Linked DNA regions of Mus musculus: region 1 is linked to region 2. Evidence: chromatin contacts called from public promoter capture Hi-C data. All regions are on one chromosome and are shown on one strand. The core of a region is the stretch at or near the end of the contact, and the rest is flanking DNA. Distances in the headings are between cores, read along the strand shown.

Region 1 (3,602 bases), core at 977-3,476, 740 kb before region 2:
ATACAAACTAAACACAGACACATTGAAACTAACAGAAGTTATGAACCAAATGGATTTAACAGATATCTATAAAACATTTCATCCAAGAACAAAAGAATATACCTTCTCCTCAGCACCTCATGGTACCTTCTCCAAAACTGACCATAGTCACAAAACAGGCCTCAACAGATACAAAAAGATTAACATAACCCCATGCATCCTATCAGATCACCATGAACTAAGGCTGGTCTTCAATAACAACAAAAACAACAGAAAACCCACATACACATGGAAGCTAAACAACACTTTACTCAATGATAACTTTGTCAAGGAAGAAATAAAGGAAGAAATTAAAGACTTTTTAGAATCTAATGAAAGTGAAGGTACAACATACCCAAACTTATGGGACAAAATCAAAGCAGTGCTAAGAGGAAAACTCATAGCTCTGAGTGCCTCCAAAGAGAGCTTACACTAGCAGCTTGACAGCACACCTGAAAGCTCTAGAACAAAAAGAAGCAAATATACCCAAGAGGAGTAGACAGAAGGAAATAATCAAACTCAGGGCTGAAATCAACCAAATAGAAACAAAAAGAACTATATAAAGAATCAACCAAACCAGGAGCTGGTTCTTTGAGAAAATCAACAAGATAGATAAACCCTGAGTCAGACTAACCAGAGGGCACAGAGACAGTATCCAAATTAACAAAATGAGAAATGAAAGGGGAGACATAACATCAGAAACTGAGGAAATTGAAAAAAAAATCATTAGATCCTACTACAATATCCTATACTCAACAAAACTGGAAAATCTGGATGTTACATATATATGTGTGTGTGTGTGTGCGTGTATATATATATTTAAATGCAGTTTGAGAAGCATTTTATTTGCTTCTCCGAGTCACCCTAATAGTTAAGTTTAAGAAAGTAGAACACCTAAGGTTTCTAGGTGAAAAGTTTTAGGGCTCAAGTCTTCTCATCCCAGCTTCTGTGCCCTTTTATCTCACAGTACACTTGACACTGTTACGGGCAAGAAATTACTTATAGGCACAGATTATAGAAATTTCCTCCAGTATATAAGATTAGAAGGAGCTCGAGGCCAGCCTGGTCTACAGAGTGAGTTCCAGGACAGCCAGGGCTACACAGAGAAACCCTGTCTCGTAAAACCAAAAAAAAAAAAAAAAAAAAAAAAAAGATTCGAAGGAGCTGTTTGAAAACTATTAGCACATAGTGGGCCAAGTGAGGCAGAGATGACAAGGCTGAGCGGCCCAGGAAGAGATTATGCAGGAGCACATTCCTTTTCTTCCTGCCACCGGGAAGTGGGTCTTTAGTGAGTCTTGTGGACCAGGTTGCATTTGGTAATGACTTTCCCAGTGGAAGCTGGTGACTGAGACAGGACACTTCTGTATCCTCACTGGCTGGAAAGTGATCTTACAAGACCAGTCTGCTGTCTGTAGACATCAGCAACTGTCAAAGAGGTTTCGGAGACAAGATCTCGAGGAGACTGTCTTTCAAAGCATTCACAGGGTCACAGTCGTGTGTGTTATCACAGACTTTAGAAGTATGCACTGTCCCCACACAGGGTCCTGTCAGTGAACTAGATAGCATAAAAGCCCAAGAAAACCATATCAGAGACATAGAATGGTCAGGAGTTGCCACCGCCTCACAAAGTCAAACAAAAAATTGTTAACACAGAAATGAAAATACCCACATAAATTTCTCATTATTCTAAAAGTTTCTTATAAGTTCAAAAATATATACTAAATATCAGTTCTCCATTCACCAAATCTTGATCTGCCTACGTGTGCGTTTGTCGGTAGTTGGTTGGAACACGTGGTCATAAGTCTCTGTTTTTAAAATTCTGGAGCTGTAGCAAAGCTCATAAAACTTTTATACTTGAAGCAATTTTCAAATACAAAAACCCTTACAATAATTTAGACTTTCTAGGCTAAAGCTTTTTTCTTACTAAGGTTGCTTAAACACCAGCTATATAACACATGAAATTTAGAAACTGCTGAAAATCCTGTAGCCCAGCATAATAATTGTAACAGGCACATTATATAAGCACTATCATTTGATGAGGTGTTTATGTAATACTTCTTTGAATTGATCATTTTTGCAAAATATCTGACAGACAGACTTTGGCCAATGCTTCAGGAAGATTTCGGTTCACTGTTGCAGGGTCATGCCTCAGGCTGTGGCAGCGCGCCTGCGTGATAGGCTTGCTCACGTTACAGTAAACAAGGAAGCAGAAAGAGGTCGGTCAGAGCCAGCAGTGAGTACAACCCTTCTCAGTGTTGTACAGTGGGTACAGCCTATAGCTACCTTCCAGGCCACATCTCCTAATAGTTCCACAGTCTTCAAAATAGTAGTACAGGCTGGGAATGGAGTGTACAAAGCATACTCAACCATGATGCCCGTTTAAATAGCTACAGCCTATATCAAAAGCCCTTGACATAACGTCTGTCTTTTATGAGGTGTTGCGGCCAGCCCGCAGCTCGCAACCAACGGTTCAACTGAGATGGCAACTCGGGCTGAAAGAGAAGAACTAGACGGGCGGAAGAAAGAACGAAGCCAAGTCAAAAGTCACTCTGATCAAAGCTCAATTTTTACTGTTGCAACACTCAGTTATGAAGGAAGGGGGAGGGGACCTGATTCCCGCCAAATAATCTCGGAGTCCAGTAGCAGGGTGAGCACGTGATGGCTTCGGAAAAGCAAGGCGGCAGGTTCCAGCAGTGGGTGTGGCAGAACGAATGAGCAGGAAGCTCCACCCCAGAGCAAGCAGGTTTCAGGCTGGGGGAGGGGAGACTACAATGAGGTACTATAGAGAACAGCCAAGACCAGGTTACTTCTAATATTGCTTTATTAATCTAGCCATCTCCACCCCCACATCCTATACAGCGGCATTCATTCTCCGTGGACAAATTCTCTGCTATCCTTTTTTCTGTTGTAGCATTAACCTCTCCCATGATACTAAAGTGGACACGCACTTAAGTTGCAGCACATGCTCACGTGCACACACGTCTCCACGCACGCACTAGTTAAATAAATAATAAATGAATAATAAATGAATGAATGCTGAGCTAGTATATTACATAGTGAAAACATGGATTGTACCATTAAATGCGTTTGGTTAATAAATAATTAAAAGCAATTGGTTAATAAAACATAGAGTTATGAACGGAACCTTCAGCTCTTAGAAAGGAAACACACATATTTCCTCTTGTAACTGGAGGTATCAGAATGTCCCTGGGCTGAAGATGATCGGCTTACCAATTGGTATCCTCGACTTCTTGCTGCGTTGTTTCAGACAGACAGCTGGACTCACGATTAAGGGTGGGAGGGAGTAGATAATGGAACAGAACATTCTAGCTTCAGACATAGTGAAGACAAGACAGATGGGCACACTTCAAGTATGAGATGTGACTAAATGCTTGAAGACTGAGATATGAAATAGTGGGTCAGCTACAGGAAGAGGTGCTTCAGCTGAAAAACCCAGGAAATAACTGTTAGAGAGTGGAAGGAGCCACCACACAAGCTGTGGGTGGAGGGTTTGTATAAAGGGTGAAGGTCACTTTAGTGGACAACATCCCCATGCTCTCTGGAGACTATTGACCCCTCCCTCC
Region 2 (3,748 bases), core at 277-2,776:
TTTCTTTAATTGAATATAGGATTTGGGGCTCAGTGCTTGCCTACTAGCTCTTGAGGCCCTCGGCTGGCCTTCCCAACTGCCCAGCAGTAGGGGTTAAAAAAAAGAAAACCAAATGGCCCAAAATGACTGACAAATACTGGTATTTACAATTCTTAGAAGACAGCCAGAAAACAAGCCTTCAACCGTGAAACTTCCTAAAACTCAGGGTTACTTTCATATTAAAATATTCCACATGGATTGACCACTGACAGAGGATAACATTACTACAACTGCAAAGCCAATTTGCTGAGACATATTATTGAGCACTTATCCCAAAAGTATTACATAGTATTAATATCTTGTAACCACTTAATTCTAAGCATAAGAACACAGTATGCGAGTTTAATTCTGAGCAGCAAATCTTATTTTGTTTGTGTGTGTGTGTGTGTGTGTGTGTGTGCGCGCGCGCGTGTTTTGTTTTAAAGACAGGGTCTCTTTACATAGTCCTGGCTGTCCTGGAACTCATTAAGTAGACCAGGCTGGCCTCGAACTCAGAGATCCTCCTACCTCTACCTCCCAAGTGCTAGGATTAAAGGGGTGCACCACACTTGGTGAGCATCAAAATAATGGGGGAAACAAGGATAACCAAGAAACGCATTATTCATTCATTACCTCTACTGCAAATAATCGAGACTGTTAAGTAGTTCTATATGGAGACAAAGGAAAGGTGGGGTAAATCGCTGCACACACTGGGTGTATTTAGCCCCAACAAATTAAAGTCCAGCTCGCAAATCCTCAATACTCCTTACAAATCGGAGGCGCTTAGGCCCATAGATAACCCTTTAAATGCTTACAGACTCGCTTAAAATAGCTTGTTCGCGAAAAGCAGAACGCAAAGGAAAGGCAAGGACTCATGAGATCCAGCCTTTCTTCTAGGTGGTGTCCCGTTTCCAGGGAACGTCCACTAACTAGGTTCCGTCCGGGAAGCCCGGGCAGGCCTGTGAGTCAGCAGCACCGCAGCACACAGCTCCGCAGCACCTGCATGGGCCGGCGGCGGCCGCACGACGCACTCGGCGATCCGGCCGAGGCATTGCGACCAGCAGGGGCTTGCAAGGGGCCGTTCGAGGGTCGAGCCGGGGAGCTCGCACTGCGGCAGGCCCGCGAGTCTCCACTTTCAGTTTCCTTAAGCATGAGACTAAAGTGACTCAGCACCCGGGGCTGTCGCTGCACGGGGGCGGACAGGACCGGCCCGAACCGCCGCGGGAGCCGGGGTCACCGAGACAGAGGCCGCGGGTCCCCAGGACTCGGGCAGCGCCGGGGATCCAGCGGCCCTCCGAGCCGCAGCCGGGCTTCCTCACTGCCTTCAACCCCGAACTGGAAGAGACGGCGCGGAGAGACTCACCCCAGTGCCGATGGAGCTCATGGTGCTGACCCGGCAGGCCGCGGAACGCTTCCAGGCCTCAAGCGCCGCTCCTACGCCGCACACGGCGCAGGCTAGTAACAGGCTCGCCCATTGGCTGCGCTCTCCACCAATAGCCTTTCCTCTTGCGGCTTGTTCCGTGGGCTGGGACGAAAACTGTAGGGGGAAAAAAAAAAAAAAAAAAAAGCAGAGAGCGCGCGTGCGCAGAAACCATAGAGGCGGTTCCCTGGAGAAGTTGCTACTGTGTCAACTGAAACTGGTATTGGAAGAGCTAAGGTCAGAGCCTAGTTCCTAATAGTCCTAAGTAGCTAATAATCCTAAGGAGGACAGGCTTGGGCACCTGTCCTCTGTAGCCCACACAGACAGGAATTCTTAAAAGTCGGGGAAGGAAAAACCCACCTTAGGAAAAGGAACAAAGCCGGGCGTGGTGGCGCATGCCTTTAATCCCAGCACTCGGGAGGCAGAGGCAGGCGGATTTCTGAGTTCGAGGCCAGCCTGGTCTACAAAGTGAGTTCCAGGACAGCCAGGACTACACAGAGAAACCCTGTCTCAAAAACACCAAAAAAAAAAAAAAAAAAAAAAAAAAAAAAGGAAAAGGAACAAAAGGAGGCAATTGACCCCCCCATCCTCCGACCAAGTTCATCATCAGAGTCCGAACATGACGTTTGGTTCAACTGCTGTGCATAACTAAGCAGCCTCGGTCAAGGTGTGATACCTTTTCCATCATGGTTTCAACTTTAGCCTCTCCTGCAAGGTGGTGTGAAATCTATGTGTGAGAGAAAGCTGTCCCTCTGGCTGGAACCAGGCAGGCTTCAGCCTTCTTTCACCCAGCATGTAATTCCTGGAGAAGTTCCAGTTTCTTGGAGTCTTATCAAAAAGAGGAGCACAAGAGCTTCTTTAGAATATCTTCATTCCTACTAGGAAGATTATGAGACTTAGCGTTAGGAAAGGCTAAGGTGGCTTGGGGGACTCCAGTTGCTCGGCTCATTCTAACAACTATCAGGTTATGATCTTAAGTATTAAGTGGAGGGAGGGCAACAGATAAATCAAAGGAGTGGGCATGGAACCTGACCTAGTGGTGGGTGGATTTTAAATCCCAATTGTAAATACAACGTTAGAAATATTTTTATTTAAAAAAATATATCTGAGCCGAGCGTGGTGGCACACGCCTTTAATCCCAGTACTCGGGAGGCAGAGGCAGGCGGATTTCTGAGTTCGAGGTCAATCTGGTCTACAAAGTGAGTTCCAGGACAGCCAGGGCTATACAGAAAAACCCTGTCTCAAAAAAACAAAATAAATAAATATCTGGAGACTTTTATTTTATATAGCTAGAAAATATTTTCCAGCAGGGTGATGCAGAAGGCAGGGACGGGAGGCCAGCTTGCAATATAAGAGCCCTGTCTAAAAAGAAAACAAAACAAACATCAATAAAAACACATTTTTAAAAACCCACTATCAATCAACTTTATTTTGGTTCGTTGTTTTGTTGAAGCAGTCTCAAGTATCTTAGGCTGGCCAAAGATGGCACTGAACTCCTAATCTTTCAGCCTCTACCTAAAGATGGAATTACAACCCTGGTTTATCACTCCAAGCCTAGGTAATGTCTTTCATAAGAAAAAAAAGGAAAAAGAAAAGAAAAACCAACAGCACACATTTCATTCGTTGTGTTTCAGCCTCCCTCCGAGTGTGGAAAAAGGGTTGCTTAGTAGTAGTATTTTTATTATTTTTACATGTTTGAGGGGAGGAAGTGTGCACGTGAGAACAGGTGACCACAGAGAACAGAGGGTGACTTTGAATCTCCTGGAACTGGAGTTACAAGTGGCTGTGAGTTTCTTTGCTCTTAACCCTTGAGCCATGCCATCAACCTCAGCGTTTACAATCTTTGTATTCTTAGGAGATGTTAATGCTGAGACTGGATAGATGCCCCAGCAATTAAAAGCATGGGCTGCTCCTCTGGAGGACCTGTGTTTGAGTCACAGCACCCAGGTTAGGCAGCACACACACACACACACACACACACACACATTAAAAGTAATAAAAATAAATCTTAAAAAAATCTGTATTGGCACATACCTTTTATTTCAGCACTCTGAGCCAGAGGCAGGCACATCTCTTGAGTTCTGGGACAGTCTGGTCAACAGAACAAGTTCCAGGACAGCCATAGCTACTTACATAGAGAAATCCTGTCTCAAAAAACAAACAAACAAACAAAAAAAAAACCAAACAATCAAACAAACCGGATATTCATTAATTTAGTTTTTCTGACTTCTTTTCATGTCAAGTGCTTCACTTCCAGTGGGAATACTACTACACCATTAGTTTGCATTCATGTCAGAGTGTTGTAGCAGG

What was found. Promoter capture Hi-C pulls out the DNA fragments that hold promoters and counts their contacts.
Region 1: a promoter capture Hi-C map of liver shows a contact between it and region 2, with 4 times the contacts expected there. The contact joins the enhancer-like site here to the promoter of Psma3 in region 2. A contact is called at or near these places in 1 of 39 promoter capture datasets (liver), 1 of 15 datasets of contacts at CTCF or cohesin (embryonic stem cells), 1 of 484 Hi-C or Micro-C datasets (the G1E-ER4 cell line) and 3 of 115 datasets of contacts at active chromatin or transcription factors (embryonic forebrain, embryonic stem cells and extraembryonic endoderm stem cells).

The regions. Positions count from the first base shown.
Region 1 is chr12:71,717,710-71,721,311 of GRCm38.p6, reverse strand. 9630002D21Rik (a long non-coding RNA gene) reads right to left here. Exons shown (of 3, transcript XR_872814.1): 3 at 2,723-3,602. Among named protein-coding and RNA genes, the nearest start is that of Gm46356, 90 kb to the right of the region's middle. Within about 2 kb of position 2,226, at least 10 of the 459 cell types and tissues checked have an H3K27ac peak or open chromatin away from gene starts, as enhancers often do. A contact at or near this core is called in liver, where this site is marked.
Region 2 is chr12:70,972,401-70,976,148 of GRCm38.p6, reverse strand. It overlaps Psma3 (proteasome subunit alpha 3), which reads right to left and starts at 1,526. Exons shown (of 11, transcript NM_011184.5): 1 at 1,382-1,526. The coding sequence starts at 1,402.